7 separate regions of the Mus musculus genome follow, and regions 1, 3, 4, 5, 6 and 7 are each linked to region 2. Evidence: chromatin contacts called from public Hi-C, HiCAR-type, HiChIP or PLAC-seq and promoter capture Hi-C data. All regions are on one chromosome and are shown on one strand. Each heading gives the region's core, a stretch centred on a gene start, on an enhancer-like site or on the middle of the called end of the contact. The rest is flanking DNA. Distances are from core to core; before and after follow the strand shown.

Evidence for each region. Promoter capture Hi-C pulls out the DNA fragments that hold promoters and counts their contacts. A called contact is a pair of places that touch in the nucleus more often than the background predicts. HiCAR-type assays count read pairs that join an accessible place to other places. HiChIP or PLAC-seq counts read pairs in DNA pulled down with a chosen protein or histone mark. Capture Hi-C pulls out chosen DNA fragments and counts their contacts.
Region 1: a contact with region 2 is called in a promoter capture Hi-C map of hippocampal neurons, with 5 times the contacts expected there. The contact joins the promoter of 4930480M12Rik here to the promoter of Adi1 in region 2.
Region 3: a contact with region 2 is called in an H3K27ac HiChIP or PLAC-seq map of large pre-B cells, with 5 times the contacts expected there. The contact joins the promoter of Cmpk2 here to the promoter of Adi1 in region 2. A contact is called at or near these places in 6 of 39 promoter capture datasets (cranial neural crest, hematopoietic stem and progenitor cells, hippocampal neurons and 2 more) and 1 of 115 datasets of contacts at active chromatin or transcription factors (large pre-B cells).
Region 4: a contact with region 2 is called in a promoter capture Hi-C map of pre-B cells, with 8 times the contacts expected there. The contact joins the promoter of Dld here to the promoter of Adi1 in region 2. A contact is called at or near these places in 2 of 39 promoter capture datasets (liver and pre-B cells).
Region 5: a promoter capture Hi-C map of adipose tissue shows a contact between it and region 2, with 3 times the contacts expected there. The contact joins the promoter of Alkal2 here to the promoter of Adi1 in region 2. A contact is called at or near these places in 1 of 39 promoter capture datasets (pre-B cells) and 1 of 9 other capture datasets (adipose tissue).
Region 6: a HiCAR-type map of astrocytes shows a contact between it and region 2, with 3 times the contacts expected there. The contact joins the promoter of Rnf144a here to the promoter of Adi1 in region 2. A contact is called at or near these places in 4 of 39 promoter capture datasets (cranial neural crest, frontonasal cranial neural crest, hippocampal neurons and 1 more) and 2 of 115 datasets of contacts at active chromatin or transcription factors (astrocytes and large pre-B cells).
Region 7: a Hi-C map of B cells shows a contact between it and region 2, with 5 read pairs. The contact joins the promoter of Acp1 here to the promoter of Adi1 in region 2. A contact is called at or near these places in 1 of 39 promoter capture datasets (pre-B cells), 1 of 484 Hi-C or Micro-C datasets (B cells) and 2 of 115 datasets of contacts at active chromatin or transcription factors (large pre-B cells and pro-B cells).

Annotation. Positions count from the first base shown.
Region 1 is chr12:26,209,404-26,212,528 of GRCm38.p6, forward strand. It overlaps 4930480M12Rik (RIKEN cDNA 4930480M12 gene), which reads left to right and starts at 1,864. Exons shown (of 3, transcript NR_046278.1): 1 at 1,864-1,913. Gm29687 (predicted gene, 29687) reads right to left here and starts at 1,102. Exons shown (of 5, transcript NR_131149.1): 1 at 1,000-1,102; 2 at 227-278.
Region 2 is chr12:28,673,185-28,676,512 of GRCm38.p6, forward strand. It overlaps Adi1 (acireductone dioxygenase 1), which reads left to right and starts at 2,023. Exons shown (of 4, transcript NM_134052.2): 1 at 2,023-2,188. The coding sequence starts at 2,069.
Region 3 is chr12:26,467,627-26,470,550 of GRCm38.p6, forward strand. Cmpk2 (cytidine monophosphate (UMP-CMP) kinase 2, mitochondrial) reads left to right here and starts at 1,589. Exons shown (of 5, transcript NM_020557.4): 1 at 1,589-2,400. The coding sequence starts at 1,726.
Region 4 is chr12:31,349,825-31,353,199 of GRCm38.p6, forward strand. Dld (dihydrolipoamide dehydrogenase) reads right to left here and starts at 1,647. Exons shown (of 14, transcript NM_007861.5): 1 at 1,477-1,647. The coding sequence starts at 1,515.
Region 5 is chr12:30,882,695-30,885,733 of GRCm38.p6, forward strand. It overlaps Alkal2 (ALK and LTK ligand 2), which reads left to right and starts at 1,630. Exons shown (of 5, transcript NM_001159743.2): 1 at 1,630-2,345. The coding sequence starts at 2,090.
Region 6 is chr12:26,413,484-26,416,541 of GRCm38.p6, forward strand. Rnf144a (ring finger protein 144A) reads right to left here and starts at 1,779. Exons shown (of 10, transcript NM_001081977.2): 1 at 1,618-1,779. Mir6538 (microRNA 6538) reads right to left here and starts at 1,527; the gene lies at 1,418-1,527.
Region 7 is chr12:30,910,027-30,913,216 of GRCm38.p6, forward strand. Acp1 (acid phosphatase 1, soluble) reads right to left here and starts at 1,586. Exons shown (of 6, transcript NM_021330.4): 1 at 1,464-1,586. The coding sequence starts at 1,506. It overlaps Sh3yl1 (Sh3 domain YSC-like 1), which reads left to right and starts at 1,643. Exons shown (of 10, transcript NM_013709.5): 1 at 1,643-2,201. The coding sequence starts at 2,201.

The sequences.
Region 1 (3,125 bases), core at 614-3,113, 2.5 Mb before region 2:
TTGTACTTGCCTAGGCAAAAGTGTAGAGTTTGAGGGATGCTTTTCCTCTCACCTTATGGGTTTCATGAATTAAACCCAAGCCATCAAGCATCCATGACAACTATTTTAACTTATTAAGGCTCACACTCATTTTTTAAAGATAAATAATAGAACACTATATAAACATACTTCTTAATTTTTTATAGTATAAAATTTGTTCCAAAGAAGAAATATAAAATGTACTCACCATTTTTAAGGGATATAAAGGTTTCTGTTGTGTTGATGGGTAATGATGTTCTCTGTGGGGAGAGGATACACTAGAGATTGAAATCAGAACCTTCCAATGCTAAGCACAAGCTCTGCCACTACATTGTTACCTTAATGTCTCAGCTACTTCTCTGTTGCTGAGATAAAATGCCACAACTAGAAGTGAATTATGGGAGCAAGAGTTTATTTTGGCTTACGGTTCTAGACAGGAGAAGGTACCAAAAGAAGACATCTCATACTGACTGCTGGCTTCAACACATGCATGCACAGATGTGCACACCCACCTACTACCATGATGGAGAATACATCTCACACTGGCTTCTACACATACATGTACAGTTGTGTATACCCACCCACTACACCCATACACACACGGGGGAGAGGGGTAGGAGAGAGAAAGAGAGAGAAGGAGGGAGAGGGAGGGAGGGAGGGAGGGAGGGAGGGAGGGAGGAGGAGGAGGAGGAGGAGGAGGAGGAGGAAGTCGTCACTGAGTGTCTGTCTTTTTGTTTTCTTTGTATGATGGGCTACATTTTAGAAATATAGCCATACATTCTTAGACTTCCAGAGCTGAATTTTGGCTTTCCTTTTTTTCTGTAATGCATGAGACAAAAGTATGTAGCTTTGCATGTGATTTACTTATACTGTGACAATGATAGGATCCCTCACAAGGAAATGCTCAAAACTCCTTGTATGATTCTTAGAGGAAAAGAGACCATGAGGCTCATCTGCTATCTGTGATCACTGCATGCCTACCTCACCATGTCCTCCACTTTGGTAGCTCCGAATTGGTCAAGGTTTGTCTCCGTTCCTTCATTTCCTACCCTAAGCACCAATGCTATTCCTGTAAGTGCACCCTTCTCCTTCCCTTCCACGTGAATTCCCTAAAGGCTCACACTCACTCGCTTCATGCCAGCACCTGCCTCAGCACGTGGGGGATGCTGGGAACAGGACAACAGACTCATAACGTGACATATTTAAAACAGAAAAACAAGTGTGTTGGTGGTCCAAGTCTATCCTACAGAATCCTAGATTCATATCAAACGTTAAGAAAGCAACAGGGAAAGTAAGACTAGGATGATGGGGAATCAGTCTTGTTTAAGATTGTGAAGCTTCTGGGGTTTAAGCTTGCTCTCAAACTCAAATTCCAGCATGGGCAGCCTCCTCTACCTAAGAAAATGTCCACATGGGAGGGTTTTTAGGCTCAGCAGACCCCAGGGATCTTTGACCTTCAACCTTGTGGCTCTGAGAGGCCTCTTTTACTTCCTTGGATTAAAACTAGCAAACAAACAAAATCCCTGGAGGCAATAGCAATATCAAATTACCTAGAACACCTGGGTTTAAAACAGAGGAAGAAAAAGGAGGGGGAAAAAAGAAGATAAAGTTAACAATGTTGTGCGGACAATCTTTGATTTTAAAATACTTTGTAAATTAGCACCGTAGGCTTAACCCAGCTCCTCTTCTTCTTGTGTGATGGGGTGGGTAGCTGGCTGTACTTGCTCCGCAAGGAAGTATCTCTCCCTCAAGGGCTCTGTCACCTTTGCTCTTTCTCAGTCCTGGGGCCTTATGAAGTCTTGCTGTAGTCATAGCAACAAGGGAACATCACACTCCCAGCTAATTACCAATCTTTCTGGGTAAGGAAAGAAAATTAATTTCCTCGGACGGACAAGGTAAGCCTCCACACTACAAATGTTTCTTATATTATATTTCAAAAGACAAAAATGTGGCTGTCCTTTGCTGGATTCGATCAGTAATTAGTTAGAAGCATAATTTGCATTCACAGAGTAATTGTGTTTACTTTCCAAGCTAATACAATTTTCAGGGAAAACTAGTAGATCAGCAAGAGTAAGACCCCCCACCCTGTGAGCAAAGGCCTTTATGTTTTATTTAAAGTTGTCACGTGGAGCCTGCATTTTCTTTCAGATCTCTCAAGCTGTGTGGCAGTTCCCCAAATGGCTCGTTCCAGAAACAGCTTTGGATCGTACATTTGTGTCTCATCTGTTGACAAGCATTTTAGTTTTCTACGAGTTCCCTCTAGTACTCGCCTTACCAAATACAACTGTTGGCGCGGAGTCTCCAAATGGCGGATTGATACAGTCCCACAAACCCTACACTTCGCAGTCGGATCAATCACTTTGCATTTGGCTGCAACAAAGAGAAAATGATTTCTAAAGGTGCTGACTCAGAGCTTAGTGAGATTTACTTAAATGCATTTCATATTTTAATTAAAACATATAGATGCTCCTCACTTCCTTGAGAGAAGGAATATGATATCTCTCCATAGTTTGGATGTGTGCCTTTCCCTGTGGCATCCTATTCTTTCTTCTTGCTCTAATCAGGAACCAGGCATTTGGGGGGAGAGAGCTTCTGTATACAGTATGCTATTTGATTTTCTTCTCTGGTGAGCTCTTGCATAGGCTGGAGAACAGAGATTAAAGGTGTGTATATTTAGTATCAGAAAAGCAGAGTGTATGTTTTCGCATCTCCTTTATACATTAATCAAGAGAGCTGGCTTCCAGGGAACGATTGCTGCTACCATTGGGAAAAAAACAGCAGCCTCTTAATCAGTGTTTCACTGTTGTCAGCTGGGGAGTCAGGGAGAGTTAGGAGCTACTGGGCTCCTTCCCAAAGGGCTCTCATCTCCTGATAAAACTTGTCCTTTTTCCTTCCCAATCCGGAAGCCTAGGATCCAGTATCAGCAGTACTATATGTCATATTCCAGGATATTTCATTCTTGTTCCCTTAACTGATTGGTTCTATCTAGAAAGAGGCAGATTTTTTTTTGGTCCCCCTTTTAATGGAACTGTAATTCAGATTCTGAATTTCAACAATAACAAACAAATAAACACCTGTTGGACTGATTCCTAGCCTCATAGCCTGGG
Region 2 (3,328 bases), core at 773-3,272:
AGACTGGTTTGCAATGATGGAGACTAGCTGTCTTTCAAAACATCTCAACTGTTCTCTCTCAGTTCTTAACTGGGGCAATAAATTCTGGTCATGAAACATGATTCTGGGCTGCTGCTGGCTATTCTGGAAGAAACAGTTCAAGTTCAGAGGAGTCTCCTTCAAAGGAGAACTCTCATGGGCAGGATGCTGCGGGAGATGGAGGAGGGCTGTTTTCCATGATTCTCCTTGAACTGGTGCTGGCAAATGCGGAGCCCCCCACCCCCAATTCCTTGGGGCATCTTGACCGACTTACTTTTCTAAAGTATGATGCTCTTGGCATGAACCTGCTGCCCTCTCTCATCCCAGTTGATCTCTGCATAAGACAGAAGCCAACACACAGTGCTCGGGGATCCCGCTGTGTTGCTCTAGCCAGAAGCAGGCAAGGGGCAGGCAGCCTTCCTGACTCAAGACTCTTATTTCTACAGCTGAACAAAGGTTTTGCTTCTTGCTCTGTATTTTAGCAGCTTTTTAAGCAGAATTTTAGGTGAGGCTTCCTGAGTTCAAACCCCTGCCTTAGCACTTGCTGTGGACTTTTTCTTTTCTTTTTTTTTTTTTTTTGGTTTTTGAATTTTGGTTTTTTGAGACAGGGTTTCTCTGTGTAGCTCTGGCTGTCCTGGAACTCACTCTGTAGACCAGGCTGGCTTCAAACTCAGAAATCTGCCTGCCTCTGGCTCCCAAGTGCTGGGATTAAAGGTGTGCGCCACCACTGACAAGCACAAAAAATTCTTTAAAGCTATCTGGTCCTCAGTTGTCATACTTTTAAACTACGGTAATTTTTTTCTATCAAAGATGGCTATCCCACCAAGGGCCACTATTCCACAAACCTCCCTATTTGTTAAAATCTTGTGTGGTCCTGTTACCCAACCCTGAGATGACAGCCATTTGTTGTTCTTACTCTTTATAACACCCTTGCCGTTTGCAGTTAACGAATTAGCATCATATTATGAGGTCTAAGTCCCACCAATGGAACTTTCTTTTTTCTTTCTTTCTTTCTTTTTTTTTTTAAGATTTATTTACTTATTATATGTAAGTATACTGTAGCTGTCTTCAGACACCCCAGAAGAGGGCGCCAGATCTCGTTATGGATGGTTGTGAGCCATCATGTGGTTGCTGGGAATTGAACTCAGGACCTTCAGAAGAGCAGTCAGTGCTCTTAACCACTGAGCCATCTCTCCAGCCCCCCCCCCCCCCATGGGACTTTCTTAATCAGATTTTGAAGAAACACCCATCTTTAATCTGTGCTGCACCTTCGGATAGCATGGAGGTTAGTTTCATTTACTTATTTTAGGTTTATTTAGAAGCGTTTTGCCTTGGATATGCAACACGTGTGAACATAGCCACAGAATTCAGAAGAGCGCAGCAGATCCCCCAGAACTGGAGTTATGGGTGGTTGTGAACTACCAAGTGGCTGCAGGGAATTGCATCTGGGTTCTCTGAAAGAGCAACAGATGCCCTTAACTGCTCGAGCCATCTTTTCAGCACCATGACGGGTTTATTTTAACAGTCATGTTAACATAGCTAGAATCACCTAGGAGGTGAGTAGTAATGAGAAACGGTCTAGATCAGGTTGGCCTGTGGCCTGTCTATGGGGGACTATCTAGATTGCATTAATTTAAAAAGAAAGTATAGAAAGGGTCCGAGCACTAGTGAACACACATGCATTCATTTCTCTCTGCTCTTGGCTATGAACTAGCTGCTTCAAGTTCCTCTTCTGACAATTCTGCTGCCCCGAATGATGGAATTTAACCTGGAACTGTGAGCCAAGTAAACCCTTTCTGCCTGAAAGCTGCCTTTGTAAGAATATTTTATCATAGCATTTGCAAGGAAAACAGGGTAGACACATAACTGCCGAGGAGGCTGTGGATATGCCACCACCTTCTCCAGAGGGTGAGACGCCTTTCCTGGTCCTGAATTCTACCTGAGCGGTCACGCCCTCCCGACAACTCCGCCCTACACCCCGCCCACCACCGTTGGGGCTCCTTCAAGCAACGCCCCTTCCAGCCAGTTAGTGGAAGCCGCCGCCGCCACCATGGTGCAGGCCTGGTATATGGACGAGTCCACCGCCGACCCGCGGAAGCCCCACCGCGCACAGCCCGACCGCCCCGTGAGCCTGGAGCAGCTGCGCACGCTCGGAGTGCTCTATTGGAAGGTACGAGTGCAGGCCGGAGCACCACGCGCCTGCGCACGCGCACGCCGTGACGGGGTGGGCCGGGTGGGGGTGGGGATGGGGGCTAGGGTGCTGCGCAAGCTCAGCAAGGCCGCCGTTTCCAGAGATTTCCATAACTGCAGAGAAGGCTTTGGGCTGGTGGCGCCTGCTTTCCTCTTGGTACTCGCGCGCGTTCACAGCTAGTGTTTGCAAACGCACGGCCAGCTGCCAGTCACATGGTAGTGTCACGGGTAACGCAGTTCAAACACAGGAAAGCCGCAGAGAATCTGGGGTTAGTGGAGGGGTAACTGGATCTAGCCTGTGTGCATTGGTATGGTCAAAATGAAGTGCAAACCAACTGGCCTTGGAGCCATGCCTGAGGAACGTTTGATGAGTCCTTTGCAGAGTCATGCCCCTTAAAAACCATGAAGGCCTGCTCACCACATGCTGTGCTCACAGCTGAAGCAGCGTCCACAGGTCGGGTGGCCACGTTAAGGTGGGAACGACGCTCAAATCCATGTCTGCAAGTAATAGGAGGATATTTTTGGGATAGGAAGCGGGGGAAATAGGTGATTGGAGAAGAATCTGGGTTGTGCACATATGAAATCAAGGCTTTGCATGGGACGGACTTGGTGATGCAATTTTGTCCTGGATCAGCAAGCATGGCTTCAGGGTTGTGGGGTTGGGGTCAGCAAGGCCTCTGGCATTCCTGTTGAGTTAGTCTTTGCTCCCACGGCAGAAGTTGCTAGGGAAAGGGGACAGAGCAGGGTGACAGAAAGGCCCCTTATGACTACAACGTTGGAGTGAAAGAGCTTTTGGAATACTGCCTTCGTCCCTTCCTTCGATCATCACGGATACCTTAGATTAGGAGTCACACTCAGGACTTTGTATCTACACCAGATCTGTAAACAACAGGAACTGGCTGCCCAGTAGAGACTGGAACCCGATTAGGTGCTTTGGGTGTCTGGTGAAGGCCCCCTCATAGCTGACTTCTATGAAACCTTAAACAGCTCCTCAGGGCAGTAGAGCCACTCATCTCAATCAGGAGCAGCTGTGACCCCACCGGGAGCCAGGAGGCCCACCTCTTACGTCATCCTGTGGGTGAAGTTTCCACATTAGGAAGGGGCGCATTCAGCCAGTTCC
Region 3 (2,924 bases), core at 339-2,838, 2.2 Mb before region 2:
AAGTACCCAAGAAGCTGAAGGGGTTTGCAGCCCCATAGGAGGAACAATATGAACTAATAAGTACCCCTAGAGCTCCCTGGGACTAAAACACAAATCAAAGAAAACACATGTTGGACTCATGGCTCTAGCTGCATATGTAGCAGAGGATGGCCTAGTCGGTCATCAGTGGGAGGAAAGGCCCTTGGTCTTATGAAGGTTCTATGCCCCAGTACAGGTGAATGCCAGGGCCAAGAATGGGAGTGAGTGGGTTGTGGAGCAGAGGGAGGGGGAGGGGATAGGGGATTTTCAGAGGGGAAACTAGGAAAGGGGACAACATTTGAAATGTAAATAAAGAAAATAATTTAAAAAAAAAGAATATCCTAAAAACAAACAAAAAATTGTCTTGCAGGGTTACTTTCATTTCTGTGTCTCTCTGTGTGTGATTGTGTGTGTGTGACCAAAAATATTTATTTCCAACAATTATAATCTGAGACTCTAGCAGGTCTGCCAGGCAGTAATTTCACAGAGGTCCCTGTAGCAAACTGCCGGAGGTGTTGTGTTCCTTGGACAGCTCACTCCAGGGTCAGTTGTGCATTGCATCTTTTTGCTCTACCAACACAACTGACAGTCTGCTCACCCTGGCCTTACACCTTCCTTGTGTGGGGATAAATCTTAAGCTGGGAGCCTCACTGAAACACCTATCTTTACTGTGAACCAGCAAGGTTGAGACGGTCTTAAGACTTCTAAAACATAGCCAACACACACACACACACACACACACACACACACACACACACACACACACACACACACAGAGAGAGAGAGAGAGAGAGAGAGGGAGAGAGAGAGAGAGAGAGAGAGAGAGACAGAGACAGAAACAGAGACAGAAACACACACACACAGAGAGACAGAGATAGAGAGACAGAGAGACAGAGAGAGACACACACAGAGAGAAACAAAAAATTCAAAACAAACACAGGACATTGATGCAGGAAATTTTGATTGGCAATTACTTAATGTGACAACCTGGCCACATATTCCAGTTTGCATCCCACGTGAGCAAAGGGCACCCTGGAGGAGTCCCTCATTTGCAAAGTTGAAAAGCTGCCCAAATACGCTTCAGGCCTGAAGTTACTGCAAGGTAAATTGAGGCCAGGTACCTGAAGGAGGTCAGGTGCCTGTGGACAGGTGGGTCATGAAGCGCTCTCTCTCTCTCTCTCTCTCTCTCTCTCTCTCTCTCTCTCTCTCTCTCTGTGTGTGTGTGTGTGTGTGTGTGTGTGTGTGTGTGTGTGTGTGTGTTGGGGGGCGGGGGTGGTGGTGGTGGTGGCGGCGTGTTTTCTTGATGTGATCCCTTTGCGCCTCTGTCTCCAGCTCCCCAAGTCCTCATACAACATAAGTAAGTATCCTAGAGTTCCAAAACTGGAGCTAGGATCACCTGCCACTACAGAACCAAGCCAGACAAAGCTGATTCCTCAGGAGAGCCTGGAATTCTCAAGAGCAGGCGTTGCCAGGGGACCACACCAGTGTTAGCAACCCGCCAGAGCCCCAGGGCCAGAATTTCCTAACCGCTGCCGACAGTTAAAGGCGCGGCTGTGGTGGGAGGAGAAGCCCAAGCCCGGGAGTAGCTCGGCCACACTGGAGGTCTCAGCCACAGCTGCCTTCACTTTCGTTTCCCGGGGATCCTGGGTCTGTGGTCACCGCGGTTTCGTTTCCGAGGCGTGGCGGAGGGCGCGGCCCGGGACACCCATGGCCCTAATAAGCCGCCCTCGAGCCCCACTGTGGCTCGGGCGTCTGTCGCGGAGGCTGTGCGGGCGACACCAGGCCTGCATGGGGACCATGGCTCGGCCGCGGCGCTTCACTGTGGAGCTGCCAGATTGCTCCCTGACTCACTTCGTCCTGGGGGATGCAACAGACCACAGGGATGCACGCCTGGCAGAGCTGCTCGGCCCCCCAGGGCGCAGCTACGCGCTGTGTGTGCCCCTGGCTCCAGGCGAAGGCTGCGGGCCCCGGGTGCAGGCGGCCCGGGTGCACCATCGCCTGCTGCAGCAGCTGCGCCGGGGTCCTTTACAGAGATGCCAACTGAGCAAGCTTCTGGGCTATGGTCCGGGCGATCAGGCCGGCGAAGCCCAGCATGGCTTCCTGCTGCGGGACCCTTGCGACCACCCGGACACTCGGCGCGACTTGCTCCAGCTTCTGGGCTCCTGCCAGGAGGCGGCGCGCCCGCAGTTGGCCGAGTTCCAGGCCGACTCCCAGGGTTTGCTGTGGCAGCGTCTGTGGGAGTTGCAGGGAGACAGGCAGGTGCAGGTGGACTGCGCATGCGTCCTGCCGGCACAGGAACCTCATCTGCACCCATTGCTGCCAGATCTGCTTAACTCTGCGGTGTTCCAAGACCGGGACGCGGCAAGGGCTGTCTTGGAAGAGGTAAGAGTTCTTTCCCTTGGGGACTGAGTGGAGCTGGGGACTCAGCACTTTGGTTGGCCAATCAAGTGCTTTCGGCTTGGTTTGTTTATTCTTATTCACGAGCCAGGTGGTGTAGGCAACACAGGTAGGCTCTGTGTTAGACACGGATGCTGCCTTCAATATTTCGTGTGTAGGTTTCTGTCAACTTAGTGGCTCGTGCATCCAACACCTACCTGGCTGAGCAATGCTTTCTGCTAATACATTCATTCTCAAAAGCCTGCAGGGGGAGTAGAGTCCCCTGGAAATCAGGAGAAGGAAGTCAGCTAGATAAAGGGATAATTTGCTGGGCATTTGCTACCAATCTGGGATCTTGTGGTGCAGGAGATGCTATGTGCATCGGAGAGTGTAAGAGCATGTAAGTATTCAACTGGTTTGTGGGCCATATGCGGTCACTCAACTGCTCAAGAGTTTTTTGTTTTTGTTTTTTGTTTTTTTTTTTTTTTGCTTTTATCCCCCCATATCCCCAACACACACACCCCTGTCAT
Region 4 (3,375 bases), core at 397-2,896, 2.7 Mb after region 2:
GAGACCTGACTCCCAGAAGCTGTCTTCTGGCATCCTTTCATCCTATGTTGCACGCTCATGCCCACAGGCATGTGCACAAGTAATACATGTAATTTAAAAGGTCGATGACAACTGGGGCAAATGTATCAAGCAATAATACTAATGGACTTTCTCTGCCGCAAACAGGTATCCTACCAATTTCCCTTTTTTGTCCATAATATTAAACTTTCACAATCTTACCTTGCCAGGTCTGCCTTATTATTATGAACATTCAATGAACCATTTCATATTAAATCTAATAAAAATATATTTAATGGCTTACAGTTTTATTAAAACTTCAGAAAGCATTGTTAATTTTATTGCCAAGGATCAGTTTAGTATTCTAATTAAAATCCCAAAACTTTGAATTCAGGTATTTAAGTATTTCAATGATATTCATTTCATCTGTCATTCTGCTTCCTAACAAATCTACTTAACAGTCTGTAATCACTTATAAGATCTATAAAGATGTTCTTAAGCCACCAACTGGACTAGGAAAATGTACCAACAACGGAGTGGCCTCACATTCTGGAAGTCCCACAAATTGCATCATAATCTCACACTCTCTAAGCAGTGTGACTACCATTTCCTAAGGCCAGGGCCACATAAAGAAAGCACACTTCCAGCTCCTATCACAGCGAGTAAGCAATGGACAGCAGCGACAATATACTCTGATGCAGCAAGGTTTTTTACTTGAAGACAACTTCTGCACCTGAGATCAAGATATGCCAACCAAAGAGGAACAAAGAACTGTCTGTACTGAGAGACGCGGCTCACCTTCTCCCTAAAACAGTGACATTTTGCGTGTTACATTAACTTTTAAAGACACAGACGGCTCAGCCGTGAAGAGTCTCATTTCTGTATTGTCCCTAAAGTTATCCTGCTACCCTGCCACTAGGCCTCATACATTCAATTTGGCAGCTGTCAATTGGCAGGTGAAATGGGAAAGTTGTTTGGACGACAAACCGCTGCAATTAAAACTATAAGCCCCAGGGCCTGACTGATGGCAGGGTGCACTAGTTTAGAGACGTGAATGAAAACAGATCCTTGGAGGAGGAACTCGCGGGACGGTGTGTTGGAGCTGACCACGTCTGGGCCAGTCGGGCCTCAAGGTTACTTCCCCGCCGTAGGAGAGTAGGCCACCCCCCGGGTCATTAGGATGAGGCGAAAGGTAGGAAGGGGCAGGCCGCGCGTGGCAAGGGTCATTTACTCCTCCCCGAAACTGGGGGAGGGCCCAGGCCCCTGGACCAGCGTCCGGGTCGTGTGGGGCTGCGGGCAGTCATTCCGCAGCAGGGCCCTCCCGAGCCCGGGCTCGCGCTCCCCGCTGCCTCGGGAGGCCGCACCGAGCCGGCATAGAGGCGGGGCCGCGGCGGTTCCCGGCGGCAGGCCGCGTCCGGGCCCACAGCGGGCGTCTAAGTGCCTGTGGTCCAGCATCATCCCCTCGCGGGCCGCCCTCACCTTGGCCAAGGAGCGGTACACACGACTCCAGCTCTGCATCGTCCCTCGGTCCCGTCCCTCCAACCAGGGGTTTTCACCTCCGCTGAACGCCTGGTAAGACTTATCCAAGGTCTCCCCACCCTGCGCCTGCGCAACATATACGTCATCGCCGAGGAGCAGCGCGATTGGCCCGAAAGGCAGAGGCTTTCCGGTCGCTTCGTCGTGCGCTGTCGTGAAGGGCGCTGCGCTTTGTGGCAGCTGGGGAATTGGAGAACTGTTGCTCAAATGACTGGAGTAGAGTTGCAAATTATCCTTGAAAGACGAACTAGATAAATAAAAATGTTGTTTCTTCAGTAAAGCCCACAGAAAGTAAAGTTTAAATAGGAAAGGAAGAAAAGTTTGACAACTTGACAAGCTTATGGTTGTGCTAGATATTCGTGGGCAGTAGGCTTTATCTAGCTTTACAAAAACCGTATGAACTGTTTGCATTTTCTGGATGGAGCCCTGAGAGGTTAAAGAAAGCAAAGGAGAGGTAACTGCAGCTCTACGAACAAAGGCTTTGATTTTAACGGCTGGTTTACAATCTCTGTTCTCGAAGGCAATGGAAAGGATAGGCTTGAACCTTTCTTCACCAACATCCTGTTCTGAAAACTGCGCTAACAAAAAGTATAGAAAACAAGCTCCCTTCTATTTTTGTATTTTGAAAGCACGCCTCCCTTGTAGAAGAAACTAGAAGGGTTGGGATGGTGGGTGAGGTGTTAGGTTTTCATTGAGAGTGCACCTAAAAGATTGCTAACTGTTGTCTATAAGATTGAGCACAGAGCCTGGCGTGGTGGGCTACGCCTTTAATCCCAGCACTCGGGAGGCAGAGGCAGGCAGATTTCTCAGTTCGAGGCCAGGCCAGCCTGGTCTACAGAGTGAGTTCCAGGACAGCCAGAGCTCCCTATCTCGAAAAACAAAAACAAAAACAAAAAAAAAAAAAAAATTGAGCACAGAGATTTAAGGTCTGATACCACTTTGTAATAACAGTCTCTAGTTTAAACCTTAACTCTATACTTCTCAAAAGTTTACAGCCCAGGCACTGTACTGAACTCCATAGAGTTAGGGATTAGATGAATATTACTTCTTACCTATCTATGCCCATTTAGAAGGAAAAAGACATGAATAAATGATTTTTTAATGTTATGACGAAAGCTAGCTGTTACCAAATATTAATCACCACCACAACCCCTTTTTGGTTTCTTGAGAGAGTGTCTCATGTGTCCCAGACTGGCTTCAAACTCAATATAGAGCTTAGAATGACCTTGAATTTATAGTCCTCTTGCCTTCATCTCCTGAGTGCTGGGATTACAGGTGCCCACCACCATGTGTTGCTGATTGCTGGGAACGGAACCCAGAGCTTCTAGTATACCAGGCAAGCATTCTTCACCTGAGTTACATCTTAAGCCCTTGTTTTCCCCTTTCATAAGATAAGAGATTGTTCAGCTGGACAGATGGGTATTCAGAATAGCATTGTCTTTTCCGGGTCCCATACAGCTAAAGGTAGACGTATGATCAAATACTGGTCAATGATCTCCATTTATTGTTGCATCCAACTCGACCAGCAAGGAAAACGCAACCACCGGTTCTTCTTAAAGCAGTTTACTCAGGCAGCTTCTCTCTTCAAATCCCCCGCCTCTCGGGGTACAAGTGTTTTTATCCACTCAAGCCATAACCACGCCTCAACCAATCACCACAGGTCACATCACCTCACCAGGAAGGCTTGCTCAGCCAATCAGGGATTAAGGGCTAGCCATCCACCAAATATGGGCTTGTTTACTGCCTGGCACAGATTTCCGTCTGGGCTGGCCAGGGAGTCTGGAATGGCTTCCCACAATTCCCCCTTTTATATTCTTTTGAAGCAAGCTCCGTGGGTGAAGA
Region 5 (3,039 bases), core at 380-2,879, 2.2 Mb after region 2:
AGCACTTGCTGTGCTGGTAGAATGTGAAGGGGTGGGTTCCGTTCCATTGCTGTTATTTGTCTTATTTCATCTTCAAACTTGAAGCTTTTGATTCTGTGAAGCGCTGTTTTAAACAGGTCTAGGTAAATCTAAAACAGTTTGGGATTAAGCAAAATATGATCACAATAACCTAGAAACTCTCCAAGTCACCATTGCACGGTGATTAGTGGTGCATAGATGTGCAGATACCAGAGTATGGTGGATGCTGACCTGCTAAAGGAGAAAGCAGATGGACAGTTGGACTCCCTATTGCCAGAAGAACTTCACGTCCCTTCTTACAGGGATAGAGAAAAGGAGGGAAGGAGAAGTATCCCATCTTATCTGCTTGAGATCTGTTTCTCAGGAAATCTTCCTTCGTCTTGCAATGCATTTCATCAGGATCCTATGTCTTTCAACTATATTGCATGCAACAAAACTAAATAAACTGGGGGGGGGAGCCCTAAACTAAAGCTAAAACAAACAAACAAACAAAAAACCCAAATTTGAAAATCAAATTGTTAGGGTCTCCCATAGCTCGTGGTCCCACTCTACCAGGCACTTGATCTGCTAGGGAAAGAAAACCAGTGAAAGGAGGGAGAAGGTGGTGGAGAGGGGAAATGGAGTTAGAAGTCAAGAACCGTGCAGAGCAGGGGCTGGCACACAGTGATCCCTTGCTCACCCTTGGCCAGTGCAGGTGCGCACCTGTAAGGCACTGCATCTTCGCAGCAGCCTGAGCAACTGCGGGTTAAAGATCAAGGCTTTTAATGCTTGCCTTCTCCCTTTCCGATGCTGTACTAAGAACACCTTTCCCCGATGTGATCGCCGACTTGGAGGACTTCCAGCTCCTGCCCAGAAAGCACCAATGAAATGGGAAACTGTGCAGTTGGTAATACTTATCACAAGAGGGAAAAAAAAAAAATCAGGCAAGTAAATTGCTGAGCCCTTGCAAATGTGCCTGGCTATTTCCAAAAGATCAAACTTTCTTAAAGATGCAGCTTTGAGTGGCAAGAGCTCTGGAGCCAACCAGGCCCCGGGTCCAGCGTGGTACAGCAGTGTCACTGCTCTAAGAACCTTCGTAGGCTGCTTGGGTCCCTCCAAGTGAGGGGCTTTCTGCAGGGCGCTCCTGCTCCCATCATCCTCTTCAGAACCAGAAACCTGCCTGTATTCAGCAGAACCCTTCTTCAGAAAGTCCAGACTCTAGATGACACTCAATGTTGAGGCAATCAAGCAGCTCCTTTTAAATAGCCCAAGATCTACATTTAGACAAAAACAGATCCCAGTTCCCGGTAAAGGCGTTTCTGCTCATCCTGTCACTTGTGACAGGAACGGAGGGAAACAGACTGCGGGAGAGGGAGACAGGAGAGGCAGAGGAAGGACAAGAGAGGGGGAGACCAGACGCGGGTGGAGACGTGAGGGAGGGGCGGAGACTGAAGACTGGGCCTGGAGGGGACAGGGGAGGGGATGAGAGAGCGAGAGGCGGAGGGGCCTGACGAATATCCGCGCCCCAGAGCGGCGCTCCGTGGTTCTAATTAAAGCGGCGCTCGGAACCCGGGGGACCCGCCTGACGTCGGCGGCCGCGGGAATAAGAAGCGCCCGAGGACAGCGGGACTCGGAGCAGCAGGGTGAGCGCTGTCCCCGTAGGAGCTGCGCGTCCTGTGTCCCTGCGCTGGACAAGTGGGGCTGGAGCTCATCAAGTAGTGTCGGGACTGGGGGACCGAGGAGCGCGGCAGACGCGGGACCTCTGGTGATCAGGTGCCCGAGGACGACGCGGGATCCACGGCGTGGGCGCAGGTGCCCGAGGGCAGTGCGGGGCCCACCGCTGGCAGGTGCCCGGACCTCTCAAGTCCAGGGCTGCCCATCTGCTCCGCGGCTCCGGACCTCGGCAGCCCCCGGGGCGTCACCTGTGGCCTCGCATCTCAAAGAGGTGTCCAAAGACCCCGCGCGCCGTCCCCGCTGTGAAAGAAAGTTGTGCGGCGGGCTCAGGCTGCGCCTGGACTCCGCGTGCGGGAAACTTGGGCGCCGGCTGCTGGGGCGGCGGGTCCCAAGACCCGCGACACAGGCCACCAGGGCCATGCGCGTGTCCGGGCGCCCGATGCTCCTTGCGCTGCTGCTACTGCTGAGCACGGTGGGGGACCGGGGACGAGCGCAGTCCAGGGGGCCTGCAGACCGGCAAACGCTGCTGAGGTTGCTAGTTGAGCTGGTCCAGGAGCTGAAGAAATTCCACATAGGAGACTCCAAGAGGTTGCAGCTCCTTGGCGAGTCCGACTTTGCCCTGGGCCGCAGAGAGGCCACGGATTATGGGGCAGACCAAGAGGAGCAGAGAGTGGGTGAGTGTTCCTCGGTGTAGAACTGGTGGAGGGCTTAGAGTGGGTGAGAATCCAGCAGTGTAGACCATAATATGAAAGAGAGTAAGGGGCGGGGGGTTCTGGCAGCGTAGATTTTGAAAGGCAGAAAGTCTCAAGAGGTGAGTATCTGGCAGCGTAGACTGTGGGGTCAGAGTGTAGAAGAGGGAGCCGTAGCAGTGTGTATCTGAGGAACAGAGTGGAGGAGTGTCCCGCAGCAGTGTAGACCACAAAGTACAGAAAGTTAATAAAATTGAGCTGTGGCAAGAATGGACCAGTGGAAAGTGGATGAGGATCCGGGCAGTGTAGACTATGAGGAACAGAAAGTGAGTATCCCAACAGTGTAGATCTGAGGGGGAGAGAGTTGGTAATTGGTGGGTGTCCAACAGTGCCAACCTACAAGGTAGAGAGTGAATGAGGGCCAAGGCTTTGGACCACGAGGACTGGAAGGGGTGGGGTCCTGAACACGTAAACAGAATTGATGAGACTGAGTCTTGACATATGGACCTGAGAAACCAAGGATGTTTGATTGCCCAGCAATATGACCTGAAGAGTGAGTGGGGTCCTGTCACTGTGGGCCCCAAAAGAGTTCTAGCCACACTGTGTACTGAGGAGCAAAAGTGGGTCTTGACAATATGGATGGAAGGGCTAACTTCCGTGTCTGAAAGACATATTAATA
Region 6 (3,058 bases), core at 529-3,028, 2.3 Mb before region 2:
AGTTAGTTCCAGGCCAGCCTGGGCTAGGGAGCCTACAAAAACTCACTTGGAAAAAAACTAAAGAGGAGTGTATATATCAAAATGTTAACTCCAGAATTCAAATTGTGCTGGGTCCAGAAAATGCTGAATTAGATGCACCCATTTTCCCAGAAGGGTCAGTTGGACCCCTGGAAAGTAAAATGGGTGTGTATGGCAAAGGGTGGTGTCTGACTTAAAACCCGACCGGGGGCACCTGGCCCTTTAACACTGCTATAGCCACCCTGAAGCATGAAGTACTTACTGTTTGTAGTCCTCCTGCAAGACCACCCATGAGTCCCACTCAACAGAGGCCAAGTCCAGAGTCTCCACCTGCAATTCAAAACCCCCTCCAGATATACTTCCCTAGCAGTCTTTAAAATGTAATAAGAGCAAAACTGTGGAAGACACTGGAAAAAGTAGTCCAGACCAATGGTATGGCTGAAGAGGAGCGAAACTTTGGCTCTTTGGGAGCCAAGGAGGCAACCCCGTGGGAACGGTTCTTCACACTCTGCATTCCTTTGCTGGTGCTTTTTCCCCCACCCTGGCTACGCCCCACTGGTCATCTGATTCCACATCCCTCCTTTAGAAAGGCCCCTGTCTCTGCTCTCTCATCGGAGGGCACACTGACCACCTTTCCTTCTGTCTGCTACTGTGTTTATGTGCGTCTCTTAGCCGTCTAAACTACTACCCTGGCCGGGGTCATTGAGAAGGACCTGTCTCCCAGACACCACGCCTGGAAGGCCCTTCCTTCCTAGAACTGTCCTAAGCAAGATTGGACTGTCCTTCTAATCCTAGGACACAGGAACCCTGGGAAGGTTTCCCAGAGCCTTGTCTAGCTCTCCTTGTTACTTGGCCTTTGACCCTGTACCAAGCAGGCTGTAGGACTGTTCAAAATAAGTATACTTTAAAGTATTCTCTGAAAAAAAGAGACCAAAACAAGAACTAGAGCAAACTTTAAGTGCGACCACCAGAGACCCGCCTAGGGTGAAGAAGTCGCCTCTTCCCGCGCAACGGCGGCGGCCAGGAAGCCTTCAGTTTTAGCAGGAGGAGCGATACAATCTCTGAGCTCCACGGATGGTGTAGAAAACCGGGAGCAATGCGGAGCACGGGATACGAGAGTCCTGAGGGGACTTCCTTGGGCAAGAGGGGTACAAGGGACACGGAGACTCCTGGGCCAGAGGCTAGCAGAGGACCATGCCCACGGCCAGGCGCGGCTAAGCACTGCGGGGTACTCGCGACTGCCACTGGCCAGAACGGACCCGACCTTCCCCACGCCCTCGCTCTGCCCATGTCCAGGTCACGGCGGGAGTCCACCCAAGGCCTGCAGACGGCCGCCCACCCGGGCCACTCCAGCAAAGCACACCCCGCGCCTGCGGCTGGAGACTTCTCCGTGGCGCGCGATCCCCAAGTGCAAGCGGCCAGGAGGACGCGGCCGTCACCCAGCGGAATCCCGGAGCATAGTCCCCATCGCCGCCCCGGAGCCCGCGGGGTCCCCGCCCGGCAGCACGGGTTAGGGGGCCGAAACCAGCCCCGCACAGCCTTATCCCGCGCGGCCCGCTCGGGCGATGCCGACACAAAGGGGACGCGCGCGTCACCCACCTGGTCCCGCGCGGTCCGGGCTCCCGCTCGGCCTCTTTGCGCGTGGCTGTGATGGCCCCGCCCGGTGCCGGCTCGCGGGTGCCGCTGCCCCGTCAGCCTCCCGCGTGCAGCCCGCCCCGCAGCGCAGCGCCCTTTATGCCTCCCCGCCCTGCGCCCTGAGAACTGCGCGCGGGGTCGACGGGGCGCGAGCGCGCACTAAGCGCGGGCGCGGGAGGCAGAGCCAGTTTGCACGCCAGCGCCCCCTGCCGTTCAGAGGTGCCTTAATGTCCATGCACCAGGACCAGGCGAGCAGCCCCCAGCAATGCCAAAGGGAGGGCCCAGATCAGTTGGGGGGTGGGGGTGGCGGGACAAGGGGGCAATGAGTCCTCCTGAAGTTGGACCCCTGTTTTCAATACTAGAAGAACGAGTGCCAACAGCTAGAAAGAAACGAGTGAAAAATCCCGACCCTACCAGTCAGAAGCTGGAAATCTCACTCAGTGAAGTATCTGGGACCCTCTAGAGTAGTCTGTCTATGCAAATTACAGCAAGTCTCTGGACTTGCCAGAACCTGCCCGACAGCTATCCTGCCTGTGAGTAGTTTACCATGAATACTATGAAAGAATCATCTTTTCACCCTAACTTCTGATAATGCAAATGAATGAGAAGAGTCCTCAACCTGCTTGGACCTGAGGCTGAGGCTCTGTGCATATATATGAAGCACAAGCCAAAGCATTTCGTTTCTTTCCCTTAGAGCCTAAGATCCACCAGTGGATGGGAATTCCCATAAGTTATTATCTTGCAATCCCTCTGGTAGGTCCTGGAAGTTCATGTCAAACGTGCAAAAATGGGTGAACCTTTTGAGTATGTATTAAGGCTAGAATGAAATGTTCCCACAGGCATGTGTTCTGAACGCTTGGTCTGCATCTGGTAAAGATATTTCTGAGAGGCTCTGGGAATGTCAGGAGGTGGGAGTTAACTAGGGAAGGCCCTTGGGGGGATCCAAGACACACACACACACACACATACACACACACACCACACTTGTGTGCGTTCTCTCTCTCTCTCTCTCTCTCTCTCTCTCTCTCTCTCTCTCTCTCTCTCTCTCTCTCTCTCTCTCTCTCTCCTAAGATGTTCTGCTCAAGCACTTTGGGTCCAAACAGCTGTGGACTGCGTTCTTTGGCTGGGGGACTGGAGAGCCTCCATTTGCTAACTCAACTTCTCTAGTTTTCCCCTAGAGAATTAAAACAGGATTAAAAGCTCTGTACCATCTACCGTCTGCTGCTACATTCCCAGGTGCATATTTGTGTTTATACATGTGTATGTGAGTGCAAGCCAAAAGTCAATGCTGGGGTGTTCACCTCTTTTTCTCTACTGTATATTCTGAACCTAAACCCCTTTAATTCATGCAGACCTGTTGGCCAGCAAGTTCCAGGAGACCTTCTGCCTCTACCCCAACCCCCAT
Region 7 (3,190 bases), core at 336-2,835, 2.2 Mb after region 2:
AAGGCATAGGACAGCAACAGTTTCTTAAGGGCAGTCCCCACAGGTGGGTGGGAAAGATAAAGCGAGGTAGACAGAAAGTCTTGGCAGACTTCTAGCCTAAAGAGGAGTGTCACTCTGTAGGAAAAGCAGAGGACAAAAGACAAATAGCTGGACTGTTGACAATTTAACCCTTGCCCCTCAGGGTGGAGTCAAGGAGGCAAGAACTCTGAAAAAAGAAAGAATTGCATATTATGTAAAGGAGAATCAAGGTTGAAATTCTGTGTTAGAAGGTACTTAAAAGATTATTCATTTAAAAACAAACTGTTTTTCACATGGCATGAGTAATTGTCCTAGGGACTGAAAACCAAGGTTTCAGAGAGACCTAAAGAAAAGAGACTGGCTGAGAACCATAGCAACTGTGACCCAAGGATGACATCAAACAAACCTGTCACAGAATGGTCTTCCTGTAACCTAGGCTCACGTTGGCACAATGGGGAACAGGGGTGGGGGTGGGGGTTTCCGGCAAGAACTCCAGCTGTTCTAATAGAAGGGGCCAGCTTAGAGAGTCACACTACAGATATGAAGCCACCTGGGCCAGTTAGCAGGTGAGAGGGTTCAAAGGAAGAAAAGCAAGTTAGGTGACGGACAAGAGCATGAGGGAATAACAGGGATGATGATTAATCGTCATCGAGACCTTAACTGATTAGAAAAAGACAACTCTCAGGACGTCGGTGATGGCTTATCCCCCGAGGATGTGATCATAAGGGCACTGACCTAGTCAATGGTTTAACCCAGTAGATTCAAAATATGAGGAAATGACTGGAGGTAATGAAAGATACAAGTGTGGCTGAGCAGAAGAAAATACATCCCGATGCGTGCTCTTGGGGCTAACGCTTGTCTTGCTCTCTACTCTCCCCTTCTGTGATTCCCGTCCACAGGAGCAAATAGTCCCTGACTCATGCTCTGGCCACCTTGAAGGACCATGATGCCTTGCCTCACCACAAGCCCAGAATCTACAACCATTCAAAAGGGGCCTGAACCTCTGAAACTGAGTCAAAACAAATCTGTTCTCCCTAAAGTTGTTTTGGTTGGATATTTTTCAGCACAGAGATTTGGAAGTAACTGCCAAAGCAGATGATGGGCGACTCTCAGACTTAAAAGAGGAGGAGCAAGTGAGAGGGGTCTACGGGCTTGAGAGAGAGAACTCGCACAAAGATTTGTGGTTGAAGGGCACTCGGAAGGGTGACATGGGCTTTGGAAGGGCATAATCTGGGACAAAAATTACACAGATCTCGGGCTCAGAGGAGTACCAGATGATGGGGGATGCATATGAAAAAGGCAGACAAACGAGTATGTGCTCAGACGCGGGCCCAGCCAAGGCCTTCTGATCTGCTTCCTCCGCCCAGCGCTCTTGTTCGGAAGCCTAACAGGGAGAGCACTTCAGGGTCCCAAAGAAAAAGACCCTTAAGTCGGCGAGTCCTTACCGAGACACACGAACAGCACTGACTTGGACCCAACCTCTGCCATGTTTCGGTGCAGACCCTGGCGCCCAGAAACCGCGTCGGGACGAGGCGCATGCGCACTGCCAGGGTTCTGACCGTGGACATGCGCAGTCCGCCGCCCCACGTTCGTACGCGGCCAGAGGCGGGGCCAGAAGTCGCCTAGAGGGCGGGGCTTAGGCGTTCGGGTTGGCAGCCCGGGCTAGCGTTCACTCTGAGCTCTGCCCAGGTCGCACGTCTAAGGAGTGAGGGCGGGGTGAACGCGGGGCGACCCCCAGAGCAGCTTGGGTGGCACGGTGTTGAGCAGGGAGGATTAGGATGTGCCAGGGCAGCCAATGAACTCAAGGATAGCGGCTTGCAGAGCCTCCTAGGGTGGCTCCTCCGATCGGAGCTACCCGCCCTTCCAAGCTAAGTTACCCCTTTGGACCACCGACCCCAGGCCGGGCCACGGTACTTAGCAGTGGGTTTCCCCGATTAAGAAGAGGGGGTGATTTACAAGGCTTCAAAGGAATGAGGCGGGTGGACGCAGATGAGCTACGTTCTGAGCAAGGGTATAGGACCAGTGATCGCTTTGGCAAAAACAGGGCATACACCTATTCCCTTACCTGGGTCAGGTGTGCGCCCGCTGGGCGGGTCCCGTCAGGGAGGCGGACCAAGGAGAACGCTTTCCTCTTCCTGGACTGGAGTGAGGAGCTCGGGTACCGAGAGGAGCGGCAGGCACCAGTGAGTAAGGGTCTGAGCGGCTGGGGCGTGTCGGCACCGCGGCAACTCTTCCTCTTGCGATGGGCGTTGTGAAAGAGGAGAGAAAACAGTCAAGTCCCTGGGTTTGTCTGGGCGCATCCACCAAGATCATACTGCACGGATCCTTTTGTAAATCCTCAGAACTCAAGATTAGTTTTCTACACTCCTGGCTAAAGGTTTTGGTTGATTGTTAACCACAGTCGTTCCGCTTCATTGCAGAAAAAAAATTTTTTTTCCTCCAGCATTTCCAGTTTTGAAGACAGACTTTCATTTTGTTATTTTTCCCCTAATATCTGATGTTTTACCATCTTCTGGTTTCAAATTGTTTTGAGAATTGGCATCCTGTGTACTTGACACAGATGAAGGAGGTGCAGATTGGGGGTTGTGTAGGGCCTTTGTGGGAATGTGATCTCTGGGAAAGGATAGTCCCTAGGGGAGGGGCTCACATGCGTTTGGGACTTCCAGAGGTAGAGGTGTCAGGACTTTGACACAGTGTCTTTGGTTCTGCGATACTTTACAAAGGGGTGGTGTGGAGGGTAATTTGATTGCTGCATCTCTAGTATATAGTGCCTGTATGGTTTTTTTTGTTTGGTTTGGTTATTGTTTTGTTTTGTTTGTTTTGTTTTCTTTTAGTGCTCTGAACAATAGGAATAGGTAACAATAGGAAGCAGGTTTCTCCCCTGGCAAAATGTGCCGGCTTCTTTTCAACAGATGTTACTACTGCCCTGCCAAGGCAGACCAGGGAAGAAAGACTTGAAGTAACCACCTCCATGGAGGAATGCCCTGGCCTGGGGCAGAAGCCTTGCCCTGTTCTGTGTTTACCAAGTGAACAGGTTCTGTATTCCTGCTGGCCCAGGTATTTTCCTTGAGATATGAGGAAATGTTTCGATTACTAATGAGTTAGTTCACTTGTACACAAAGTTTAGAGAATAACACGGCTGGGTTGAAGGTGCTGTTTTATTCTGCTCTGT